3 separate regions of the Zea mays genome follow, and regions 1 and 3 are each linked to region 2. A link is a contact called in public Hi-C data. All regions are on one chromosome and are shown on one strand. The core of a region is the stretch at or near the end of the contact, and the rest is flanking DNA. Distances in the headings are between cores, read along the strand shown. Region 1 has its middle 34 kb from the start of LOC100277054. Region 2 holds the start of LOC100217304. Region 3 holds the start of LOC100277054 (P-loop containing nucleoside triphosphate hydrolase superfamily protein).

Region 1 (4,276 bases), core at 771-3,270, 130 kb before region 2:
ATTTAGTGGGCCTCGGTGGGCCTTAGTTAAATAGGCCATGCCAGGCCGGCCCGTGGGTTTGACTTGAGGCCCAGGCACGATTCACAATGTGGGCCGTGCCGACCCAGACCCACAATTAGGTTGGGCCGTGTCAGATATGAGTCGTGCCAAAAATTGTGTGCTTTGGGCCGACCTATTAGGCACAGCACAAATGTACACTTATACCCAAAACACATATTTATCTATCGAAGCAAGGTTCGATACACCGACTAGCCGGTAGCTAATCGGTAGCATGGACTTTCCTTGATGGGGTTTGACCTTGGCGTGTTTCTGCCAATCGAAGGTAGGGTAGTAGACTAGTGGGCACCAATGTTCCGTACACGACGAGGACGGTGGTACGCATCAAACAGATAATATATAATACCGCATATTTTATCTTAATATAAAAGATAATAGGACATCACATCGCAGTACAGCCCTGTACGTAGAGTGTCTGCTCTCACCTCCTCCAGAAGACTAAAAAAACTCAAATCACGACATTAACATTGTCTTTTAAGTATAGTTGACAATAAACTCTAAATTTTACACTATAAGATTTAAGAATCAGATCGAATTAGAACCGATCTCTATTTTATTTACTTTTGAACTAAAATTTATTTATGACTATCATTTTGTGAAGAAACATTTGGATTGTGATCTATTACCATCCTTAATTTTAAGAAGTTGAAGTCAAAAGTAATGTGGAAACAAGTCTTTGAGGTGACGAATTTATGAGAGGTAAGTTTTCAGGAAATTGCTTGGATAACACTAGCATCTTCTCATCTATAAAAAGCGAGAGGTGAATGGAGAGCTGAAATAATCAACCAGCATATGTACATGTGTTTGAACAAACAGAAAAAAATAAAATAAAGAGCTCCCTTTCCTCTGTCATTTTATGTTATTATTGTGTATATGTTCTTCTATATCACTATATGCAACGAACTGATTCTTTAACACATTTATCAGCACGAGCTCTACTAGAGCTAGAAGATAAGAAGATGCGAAATTAGATTCGTCACACACCAATATACACCAAATAGTGGTATATAATGAATCTAACTATACTTATTTGCTATCTTAAATATTCATACTTTTTACACAAATTTACTAAACTAAAGATTAGCTAACTTAATATGATGAAATTAAAATGACTTTTTTTCGTTTTGGGACAAAGGGACTAAGACTAACCAAAAGGCAAGTGGAAAAAGCAACATCACTTGGATTCACCAAGGGACACGCTAAGATGGACTGTAGCTGGCTTTCAAAAGGCAGGGCGAGAGCGAAGTTCCAACGAGCAATTATGGAGAGGAATCATGTGTCAACAAAGTGTGTCATTATGGTAGGCCGAGTCACTAGTTGGTTTGTAAATGAAGTTTCCCTTGTGAAACAAATTAAGGTCCTATTTGTCTACCTTCTAGATCATATGATCCGACTTAAATAAGTCAAGAGACAAACAAACAACAACGATTATTAATAACAACGATTATTACATGGATTATATAATTTAGATATCGGTCTGCATCAATAACGACTTGTGTATGCATTGATATTCACCTTAATTCACGTACTGTGGATTATATAATTTAGATACCGGTCTGCATCAGTAACGACTTGTGTATGCACTGATATTCACCTTAATTCACGTACTGGAATATGGATTGAGAAGAGAATTAATTAACCTTTTAGTATAATGTACCTTAAAACATGTGAATTGAGATGGTTCATATATATATGCAAGATTGATCATCAAAATCACCAATAACCCGACCAAGTGAATTTTAGTTTGATCAGTTTGGCACATTTAATTAACATCGGCCGGCCAATTACTTGATGCCAGAAATTCATTCGGCGTAGTTAGCCAAATGTATGGATTCACTCGCCTTGGTCGGCGAGATGTATGGTTACTGGGGCTTGGTTTTTTATTTAATATCGGAACACAGTGCTAAACAAAATAAAAACATGGGCCACAGGCAGCCCACCTCCCACGAGCTCCCACTGGGCTGTATCCAGGCCGGACGGGGTCGCGTTGTGTCTTCTCTTCTCCGGTGCACTAATGGGCTGACCGGGCCAATCGCGAGGGATTCGTTGGACAAAAAGAAAAGGACGGAGACCAAAAAAGAGAGAGAGAGAGAGAGAGGGACAGGACAGATATATGTTTGCTACCATATTTATTTTATTCACAAGAACATCGATCTGCGCTTTCACCATAAACGAGCCATGCCATGAAAGGGAGTTAGGCATAGGCGCATATAGATGTAGTGGTTGGAGAGCCACCAAACAAATGCAGTGTGCTATATCTATATATGCCGGAAACTTGTAGGATATGACACACTCACTGTTCCGAGACTTTCCCGTGCCTATAGAACAGAATAGTAATAAAGAAATAGAGCGTGTGACGTGGAAAGAGGCGACATACATGCATGCATGGACTGACGACGACAACGATTCTGATCACTGGTCGAATATAGTGGGATGGCGATGCAATGCAATATAGGAGTAATTATTTTAGTCCGGCCGGGCCAGCAATCACGTGTACCCTGCAAAGGTTATATATTAGATATTGTTGCAACTTCAACTGCTTCGTACATGTGATGTGCGCCTGCTTGCCACAAGGACCGCGTCAAACATGCATGCTGACTATCGCACGGCATGTACAACCTGTTTTTTTTTTTTTTTTTGTAGATTGCTGTGACTTTAATCTGGCTACGGCTACGGCTTCTACAGCATTTTGTCTCTATAGTTTGCAGCTGCATCAGCCCCAGCTGGGGCTGCCCGTCAGTCAAACAAGTCGTTATGTTGTGGTTCTCCGAGCACTAGATACACCCAATATATATGTCTTATATCTTATTTACTATAACCTCTCAAGATACGACTCATTTATATGAGTTGTATGAGTAGAACCGTATCTAGATTTAGAAAACCGTCCTAGAGACGTTCCTTTATGAAGATACCATTTTTTATATTTTTTGCACTTACCTCCTTGACACCTCTTAAGATACGGGACATTTATGTGGATTGTACATGCTCCTAATAGTCTATGGACGCATATCGGAACATAACTCATTAATTCAAACAGGTAAAATACAACATTGATATCAGGTTCTTTCTGCCCCGACCAGCTCGACACTAATTAGCAATCTCGGCGTAGCATCACTTCCGGTTCCTTTTTTAACTGATGGGAGAATTGTTGCATACATTTTCTGCCCTCTAACAGCAGAACCACCCAGGCCCCCATGTCGCCCCTCATTGGGCGACTCGGGTGGCGAATATCTAGTCGTTGTCTCCAAGTCTCCCTCCCCTCTCTATTTGCCTCACCGTCCCGAGGCTGGCCACCGAGGGCTCATGTGATGGGGCGGCAAGGCGAATCGGTCGGCCCCGCGTCTCCCTCGCTCCTTCTACGCTGGTGTGGCGGGTGCCTGGCGACGGCACCCGCGTGGCCCATGCCGGCGGGGATGGGGTGGGCTTTGGCGGCGTCTGCCCTGCTACTACCAGTGGGTGGCGGGGCTGGAGGCTTGTTAGGTGGGGGTTGCCCTAGTAGTGGTGGGTTCGTCCTGGTGAACCTAGCCAGTGCGTGGAGGAGACGAGGGGCTTGCGCTATTGGGCTAGAGGCGGCCTTGGTTTCCTAGGACCTGGGGGGAGCGGTGCACGATGGAGCTTCAGTGGTGGCGTCACTGTTCTAGTCGTTGTCCCGGTTGTGGCTCCGCCAGCGCTGGGGTTCGGCGGATCTAGGCCTCATCGGCCTAGATCAGGCCCTCCCTCTTCGGATCTGCGCCTTGGCGATGTTGGTCCTTCTGGGGAGGACTGGATCCTGCTGTGGTGTTTGGTGGGTTCAGTGGCGGTGGTGGGGCGCCTGGCGGCAGCTGTCACACGCGGTAAGGTGGTTTGTTCCCCACTACAGGAGACACGGGCATTTTCGGCGGCCAGAAGCCACCAAAAATAAGGCCTTTGCCCAACCAGAAGGGGTGACGGTCGACGCAGCTTTGCGGCTGTTGCGGCACCCGAGCGTCGATGCCTCTCTGGGAGGTTTTGTGCGGAATGTCAGATCAACGATGACGGTAGAGGTAGTCTGCTTTGACCCGGGGTCTTGGCCTTATGATTGTGTTGGGGGACTTCTTGGGCTTAAGCCTCGGTGATGGTGACGTCCATGGGTGCCGCTTCCCCAGTTGAGGGCGTCGCATTCCCAGCACTGGCTTCTATGGGCGAAAGCCCGATCCATCTCGAACATGTGATAGTGGTGTCCTCAACGTCACTACCTTCC
Region 2 (4,628 bases), core at 893-3,392:
TACTACAGTATACTTTAGTCATGACAATACAGCAGTTTACAATACCGCAGTTTTAAAAACTGAGGTCCAGACCTAAGTTTAGAATAGCTTAAAACTACTATAGTATTTGCACTACTTCAGTTTTAAAAACTGAGATTTTAGCTAGCTTGCCAAACACCATTCTGTATATAATACTGCAGTATTTGAGAATACTGCAGTATTCTTTCAAAACTGTAGAAAAACTTTGTTCCCAAACACCCCCTAAAGGTGGATACAGGCTGGATAGGCACTAAAATATGACCTAATTGTTTCCACTATGTACAGCTTGCGTGCAGCAAATGATAAACATCAATTGAGCTAATCTTTAAGATGATAAAGAAACAAGGAAACAAAAGGTGGATTCTCAGGACACAAAAAACAGCAATGTCCAAACGCTTTCTTTAACAATACGCACCAGAAGAAAAGGAAAAAAAACAATAGGCACTCACAAAGAGAGAGCCACAAATGATTGATTTCCTAGCAGCAAATAAATGGATAACAAATGATTGCGTCCTGCAGGTGTTGGACAAAATAATGCAGCATGAATCCATAAGCCTCCTATAATGTGTACAGAAACCCATAACAGCAAATTCGGGTACTCAGCTGAAATTAAGACCAGAGTGGAACCTAGCACTTTTGACGTCGTTTTCTTGAAATTCACAAAAAGGGCAGTCAGGGGACGGGAAGAATGCAACTTTTATCAGTGAATAAGAAAAACATCCGTGCTTTACAGTTGGGACTTGGGAGTGGGGCTACCATAGTTTGTACAGAGCTACTCCCTCCCAAAATTGAGGATAATTTTGACTTTTAGATATCATGTTTGATCATTTTTAATCAGTTTTTTTAAACAATAAAATTAATGTCACTATTAAAGTATCTCTAGTGAAAAAATAATTCAAAACAAAATAAATAATACTTATATAAAAAATTTAACTAATACGGATAGTTAAACAAATATCTAACAGTAAAAAACGTCATGTATTTTTAGGACAGGGACTGTAAACAGGAGAACGACATCACGGAACGTCAGGGTTTCCTCACATGACAGCTTCCCGTTACTACCTCATTCATTCCATGTGCAGAAAGTCAAACAAATTGTGAAACCAAGAACGAAATCTGAAGTCACGCGGGGATATTAAAAGTTAAACATTGTGCACTGTAGCAGCTTCAGTTGTAAGGACCTTTTGGCTTCGAAAGATATAGCAGTACGTTACACTAGCAGAGCATAAGTAACTGCACTTAAAGAAACCAGAGCTATTGAGTTGCTTAGCCCGTCGATGTCGCATCCAGTTTTTTTTTATTATCCACTCAAGATTACAAGAATCTCCGTTAGCAAGCGAAGCCAGTTCAACTATTTTTCGTCTCTAGTACGCTAGAACAATTATTGGCGTAGACCCGAAGATAAGATCGTATCTTCTTAGACCAAACAGTGCTTCGGAACGAAACATACGTGAGGTTAGCCTACTCCTACGCTACAGGCCCCAGAGTGCAAGTAGCCGAGTAGTATTTGCAAGCACTACAGGACGGGACCCCATCAATGAAGAGTATAAACAATCGGGGTACAGCTGTAGCACAGAACTAATTCGGACTCCACACGGCATCCCATTCCCGTCCCTAAACCACCCAACCGATCGACGGAAATGCGAGACCCAGGCCAAGGGGTAAAACAAAGCATCTCGATGATGAGCAAACGCAGAACGCGAAGAACCTTAACGTTACTAGAACGGAACAAAGCGGAGAGATCCAAGCTCTCCGCTCCCCGAGCGAAGAGTTCATAGACGCCAAATTCCGCGGAGGGGGAGGGGGAGGGGGAGGGGATGATGATCGATACCGAGAGGTAGCAAAAACCCTCGCAATGCGCGCGCCTTGGCCTTGGCCGCCTCCACGGCAGCAGAGCTCGAGTCGAGTCGCGGGACTCAAGGCAGCTCCAGCAGCAGGGAGGAGGGGGACTGTTGGCCGCGGAACCGGCAGCCCCACGCCACAATGGGGGCCGCTCGCTCCGGCGAGGAACCTGCGGCGAATTGGGGATCTCGCGAGGGCGAGGGTGATGCGGTGCGGCCCAGCCCTGCGGGGGAGGCGGAGGGAGGTGGTTGCTTTTCTGCGCGGGTTCTGCCCGCGCGCTCGCCTTCTCTCTCTGCTGGTAGCCTCTGGTACTGGTAGGGCTTATGTGCTGGCAGTGGCAGTGGGAGCAGGGGATGGCGGGTGGCACTGGCAGCTTTGAATGGCGATCGCTGGTCCGGCCGGGGGTATCGCATCTCTCCTTTGCTAGGGTCACACTGCACAACGTGCATCTTTCTTTCTTTCTTGTTCCCTGCTTCACAAGGCAGGACCATGTTGGTATAGAAAAAGAAAAAGGCTCAAATCCTCCCTCCCTTTTCTATGTACTGTACGTTGTACTACGTGTTTGAATAGAAACAACGGGAGTTATTTTGTGTCACCGAGATTTAGGCCATGTTTGGTCACTAGACTAAATTTTAGTGACTAAAGTTTAGTCACTAAAGCATCCCGTTTGTTTCCAGTGACTAAACCGGACTAAAGAGCATTAATTGTTGTGAATAATGACTGTTTTACCCCTATTAATTAATGGATGTTTGCTATAAGAAGAAAGTAGAGAGGGACAATAAGGTAAAAAAATACTACTTTAGTCTTTTTTAGTCATTCCCTTGATGACTAAAGAACTAAAGTTTAGTCACCCACTTTAGTCACCATGTTTGCTTTTTTAGGAACTAAAAGTGACTAAACTTTAGTCACTAAACTTTAGTCACCCCAAATCAAACGGGACCTTAGGTGCTTAACCAGGAGTCCGTGTCTTTTATATTAGGGATAAAGTTTCTCTAACTCATAAATGTATTATCTCTAAAAACAGCCTGAAAGGTAAGTATTAACTGACATTAACACACAATGTGGCATCTACAATACAAAGCCCTTGGATCGATTTTTCGCGCATAATAGACAACAAAGAAATTGTATAATACAATTTAACTTTCTAGATCATAAATACAGTTAAAAGATAATATGTATAGAGAGTCATATAGAGCTCGTCTCTTGATTTTTTTTTCGCTTACCCTTAGAGACCACTCAAAAGGCCTCTAATTAATAGGGTTGTAGATGCCTTTAGGGCATATACAGTCCACACACAACAACTGTTTATATATATTGAAAAACATGTATAGACAATATTTGGGTTGTTTGTTTATATTGTCTATAATTTTTTAATTCATGCGTAGAATAAGGACCAAAGTAGTCATAAAGTGGTTATCTTACTGTCTTTTGTATTAGAGCACGGACCGAAGTCTCCACAAAAGGACGATATATGCCTCTCTCCTGATTTCTTTTCCGCCCCGTTTGGATCACTGGAATTGAATTCCATTCTAATAATAGTAATTTAGGCATATATCAATTAAGCTAATTCACTTTTATACAAAATATATTTGCATACTATTATTAGCAAGATGTCCTAGATATTTATGTGCTACATTTTTATTATAGAGGAGTAGAACGAAGAGTGTCATGTAAGTTACAGATTAGAAACAAATTCTAATCATGCATAAAATCATTTCCTATCCTCCACCCTATGAATTTGAGATAACCTTATATCTGAACTTTGGAAAGTGGTGGAATGCCAAATTCCAAACTAAATAAGTTACTTTATTGAGTGAATTCCAATTCCTTTAAAATGAAGGGATCCAAACGTCCCGTTCGTTTAATTGTTGCTTATGTGGCTACAGGCTACTTAGAGACGTCGTATTTGATGTCGTTGTACGTGGCCTGCAAGAGACATGTTTTCACGAAAAAGTCCTGATTTTTTTTCACTTGCCTTAGGAGACCTCTAGAGACCCCAACGTGTGGACTTGGCACTTGTGTTCAACGCCAGTGAAAACCTCAATTAGGCAAGGACACCCTTTTCGATGGTGCAACAGCAACACTACTCAGATCCACATATGAGAAATTTTCTTCATTGTCATTAAAATCTTTCTCCTGTATGTGCCATCGAAAAATATAGAGAGTGTTTGGTTCGCTGTCTAATTTACCGTATTTTGTCACACTTTTGTGTCTAATATTAGTTTTTCGATTCGAATGACTAATTTAGCCAAAGTGTAACATAGTTAGTCATAAACCAAACAGTCTTATAGTCTTTCATTGATGCCATCGGTTTTATTCTCTCTCCCTTTTGTGTCATTGCCGTTAATAATTCTATGTAAAAAAACACAATCACGTTTAATCCTGGACACGGAGCAGGCGGGCGGTCGCCCCGTAGTCGCTTTCAGCGACGACCCATCACGGCCGTCGGATGGCGATGCTGGCGGCGGGAAAGGAGGGGGCCGGGCGATGGCGGGAGTCCGTTACCGTTACGACGTTTTACGCGAAACCCCCTGGTATTGTTGTCCAATCAGCAGTTCACCAACCTAATCAGTAGTAAGGACATGGACTATATTATGGTTGTCCAAGTACTAGGTACAGTTTAAAAAAACTTGTTAATACAATCCAATTCATTAATTCAGGCTTGTATCATGCAGTTTGAACAGGTCTATTTTATTCATGATTGCCAAAGACAAGATCTTTTACAGGATCATTAGTGTCGGCGTTTCGAGACCGGGGGGTCCCTGGGC
Region 3 (4,202 bases), core at 772-3,271, 170 kb before region 2:
GAACACCTCGCCGTTGGAGCTGACGTTGGGGTGGCTGTTGAGCAAGGCCTCCACCCACCCGCTCCCCGACCTCTGCGTCGACACGATCACGAAGAAGCGCACCGGGTTACAAACGCATTCGCCCCTGCGTGTGTGTGCGAAAAAACAACGGCCGGGGAATGAGGAGTGCGATCGAGTGCATCAAACAAGAACATGAACGTCGATCGCGTCAGGAACTCAGGACTGGAGAGAGCTTAAGCTTACCTGTCGTAGGTGGCGGGCCTCGGGAAGTGCACGTACCGCGTCTGTGGCCCATGTGGAATGATCGCGGGCCTATTTGTGCAACGGGTCTCTGTGGGTTCTGCTCCGCCTCCGCTGGCCGTCGTTTCTGCTTCGGTTTCCAGGGCTATTATCTGACGTGAGGAGAAGTAGCAGACGTAGAAGCCGAACGATGTGACGAAGAAGACGAGAGCAGACCGTAGAGGGAACGCTGCTACTGGGCCCTTTGGACTCTTTGCTGGATAATAAATACTCTGTAAAATATGAAAGAAAAGGTAACAGATCAGTGCGTGTTTCTCTCGATCGAGGAGGAGACACAGATTAGTGCGCATCGTTACCATTGTTCTCTTCTCTTCCCTCTCTCTCTTGTGGTTGCTAATACATCAGCTGACGGACTGCTCTCATCGCCCTTCTTGCCCGCGTAGAATGCACGCATGTGATGCGAGCGAGAAACTGATGTCTCTGTCAGTCTGTCTTGACAACACAGCTCAACTTTTCACCTGATTGCCGGCCGGGCCCCACCTGGATCGCCTACGTACGCACAGGCACAGCATTGTTGGTGGGAAATGAGAAGCAGCAGTTGCTTCTTGCAAAGTCTTTGCAACTACACAAGCAAGCGTTTAAGAGGCCGTACGTGACAGGCTGAAGCAGCATGAGTGAATGAATGGATGGATGGATGAATGAATAATAAAGGTCAGTGAGAAGCCCAGAATTTTGGTTGGGGGAAAGTTTGAGATTTGGCAAAAGGCTGCAGTGCATGTTGCCAGCCGGGTCAGAGAATCTGCACGATGGCTCAGGAGTGAAGATTATCATGTTAGGTCCTCTACACTAGCCGGTTAACAGTAATCGAGGTAGGGTTAATCTTAATCGTCTAACCGCGCCTCTGATCAGGGGCCTATTCTAACCATTGGTTGCAGCCTCCGGTCACACGACACCATATAAATAGATTAAGGGGCCAACGGGTTTAGCCAACGCTAATCACTCGACCACAAAACTCTAATCGACACTTTGAGATGAACCAATCCCCTAGGTGCTCGGAGTGACTGGAATTGCTGTGACTATGTCTCAGATCCCCGTCATCCCATCGGGATATGAGATTCCTCCTGCAGGCAACATTGGAGGAGCTGATCCACCGTCGATTAACGACGGGAACCAATCTCCTCGACACCAGCAGGGAGATCGAGAAAGAGGAGGAGGCAGGTCTACACTGCAAGACGCCGCCGTCGTAATGATGGCTAGGAACAACAACGATGATATGTTTACCTTACCTCTCAGTAGAATAGATCTACTCATCATCGAAGTATTTTAGACACAGATTGGTATTTTAGGGACTTAGGAGTCGATTCTAAGCACCAAAGAATCTAACACATGAGCTGGCCACCCACACGTACTCAAGAGCAAGAAGCATGAAGATCACTATATTATTCCCAAATCCCGCACAGAGGAAGAAGAAGAGCACATGACATGAGAGATGGAAGAACGTTCTGAATCTTGCATTGGACCGCAGCCGCAAGCAAAGCAACAACACCACGTCGTACCTGGTTCGTCCTCACTTGTTGTTGTCGAACAGGTCGATCGGATAATCAACGGAGGCAGGCAGCTAGGAGATGCAGCAGCTACGTCTGCCTGCTCGGCACCAAGAGGGATGATAAATCAAGAGTAGCAAGCAGGCTGCAGTGTGACGTACGTCGCGGGAAGAAGAGAGGAAGAACTGGCGAGAGGCCGAGCGAGGCCTGCGCTTTGCTTGCTTATGCAAGTCTGCGACGGCTGGGGTTTGCTTATGCAAGTCTGCGCTTTGCTTGCTTATAATGCAGGTTTCTTTTCCATATGGAAATATAAACTCAAATAAGCCCTGCGCCATGGCCATGCATGCATATGTACCTGCTGCATGGCGTGAGCCACCGAACTGCGCTGCGCCAGCCATCCACCGTATATATCCCCATCACGCACAGACAAAGTATGAATTGGAGGCCCTCGATCATCCGGCCAGTCAAAGAAACGCTTCCAGCTTCCTCCCTCGTCGTGGCTGTTTCCTTTTTTCCATCTTCGCCGTCCCAATCGTCCGTACGCGCGTTACACAACTAATAAGCCACGAAGCCATCACAACTTTACGAAATTAAATTTTAAAACACCGCGTTACGGTGTACCGATGTCTTGTCTCGTGGACTTTAATTTGATGTATTTTGTTGTTCTCTAGAACGCCAACCCGTGCAGTGGACCCGATCGGTTTGACCTAATACTCTCTACCGTTTCCTTATTAAAACCGGTGACATGCATTTTGCACCGACGGCTACTTAAACTAATCACCAGTTAAATACACTTTATAATAGCGACTACTCACCAGTTAAATACACTTTATAATAGCGTCTGTCTTTACTGAATAGGGTCTGATTCTAATCCGATTCGATACTTAAAGTTTGTAGTGTAAAATCTACAACATATTAACACCCCTAACCACATGTGCCTTGGATTTATTATAATGGTGGTTTAATAAAATACTCATCTGTAATAGAACTGCTATATATAAATGTTGCTTCACTCTCTCCCACTGGAACTAGCTGAGCCACATTCTATTGGTGGCCATATACATAGGAAACTAAAAGCTCCGACCATAGTTTTTGGTGATTGATACAACTTATATATGGACTAACATCTACTCTAAATATTATGAATGAGATATTACGTAAGAATAACATCCATGGTAAGGATAGTGATGGCCACAAAAAAATGACCAATTGTTCAACATGAAAAAAGAGGAAGAAGAACAATAAAATACAAGAACACAAGGTACACATGTATAAGGTACGGTATTTTATTTTGTCAATCAAGACGTAATAGGGTGCTTGATTAGATTTAGAATAAGTAGTCATACTATAAAGAGAGAAACTAAAAGTCTAGTATGATTACTTAATTAAGATGCCACTAGGTGAATTAATTCCATATATATCCATTGGACCAAGTTAAGTCATGAAACTCCATCTTATATATAATTGAAAATAAGGTACTCATATATAAAAGTGTGAGAGAGATATTGGAGTTAGCACGCATGGAAATGATAGAAGACAAAGGGTTAGAAGACATTTTGAATAGGTGTTTGAAGCGCACTAATCCTCTGGGACTCAAATGTGATACAATTACTAGTCTCAGTAGGCTAGTAAACACATTTATACATCAGGTAGTTCCAGATCTTCTTAAACGAGTCTGAAGTCGCCTAGGGGGGGTGAATAGGGCGAAACTGAAATTCACAAAATTAATCACAACTACAAGCCGGGTTAGCGTTAGGAATATAATCGAGTCCGTGAGAGAGGGTGCAAAACAAATCACAAACGAATAAAGAGTGTGACACGCAGATTTGTTTTACCGAGGTTCGGTTCTCGCAAACCTACTCCCCGTTGAGGTGGTCACAAAGACCGGGTCTCTTTCAACCCTTTCCCTCTCTCAAACGGTCCCTCGGACCGAGTGAGTTTTTCTTTCAATCACTTGGAACACAAAGTTCCCACAAGGATCACCACACGATTGGTGTCTCTTGCCTCAATTACAAGTGAGTTTGATCTCAAGAAAGAATGAGAAAGAAAGCAACCCAAGCGTAAGAGCTCAAAAGAACACAACAAATCACTCTCACTCAACACTAATGCTTTTGTGGAATTAGGAGAGGATTTGATCACTTGGGTGTGTCTTGTATTGAATGCCTAGCTCTTGTAAGTGGTTGGAAGTTGGAAAACTTGGATAACTTGAATGTGGGGTGGTTGGGGTATTTATAACCCCAACCACCAAACTAGTCGTTTGGTGGAGGCTGTCTGTCGCATGGTGCACCGGACAGTCCGGTGCGCCAGCCATGTCACCAGGCCGTTGGGTTCCGACCGTTGGAGCTCTAACTGCTGGGCCCGCCTGGATGTCCGGTGGCACACCGGACATGTACTGTAGAGTGTCCAGTGCGCCACTTC

What was found. Hi-C and Micro-C count contacts between places; a contact is called where the count stands out from the background.
Region 1: a Hi-C map of leaf shows a contact between it and region 2, with 10 times the contacts expected there. The contact joins the enhancer-like site here to the promoter of LOC100217304 in region 2. A contact is called at or near these places in 7 of 25 Hi-C or Micro-C datasets (bundle sheath, ear, leaf and 2 more).
Region 3: a Hi-C map of leaf shows a contact between it and region 2, with 5 times the contacts expected there. The contact joins the promoter of LOC100277054 here to the promoter of LOC100217304 in region 2. A contact is called at or near these places in 3 of 25 Hi-C or Micro-C datasets (ear, leaf and tassel).

The regions. Positions count from the first base shown.
Region 1 is chr9:133,632,150-133,636,425 of Zm-B73-REFERENCE-NAM-5.0, reverse strand. No RefSeq gene overlaps it. Among protein-coding and RNA genes, the nearest start is that of LOC100277054, 34 kb to the left of the region's middle. Within about 2 kb of position 2,020, at least 16 of the 20 cell types and tissues checked have an H3K27ac peak or open chromatin away from gene starts, as enhancers often do. A contact at or near this core is called in bundle sheath, ear, leaf and 2 more, where this site is marked.
Region 2 is chr9:133,498,890-133,503,517 of Zm-B73-REFERENCE-NAM-5.0, reverse strand. It overlaps LOC100217304, which reads right to left and starts at 2,142. Exons shown (of 13, transcript NM_001359584.1): 1 at 1,850-2,142.
Region 3 is chr9:133,666,279-133,670,480 of Zm-B73-REFERENCE-NAM-5.0, reverse strand. It overlaps LOC100277054 (P-loop containing nucleoside triphosphate hydrolase superfamily protein), which reads right to left and starts at 2,021. Exons shown (of 7, transcript NM_001150722.2): 1 at 1,797-2,021; 2 at 597-789; 3 at 244-512; 4 at 1-124. The coding sequence starts at 599.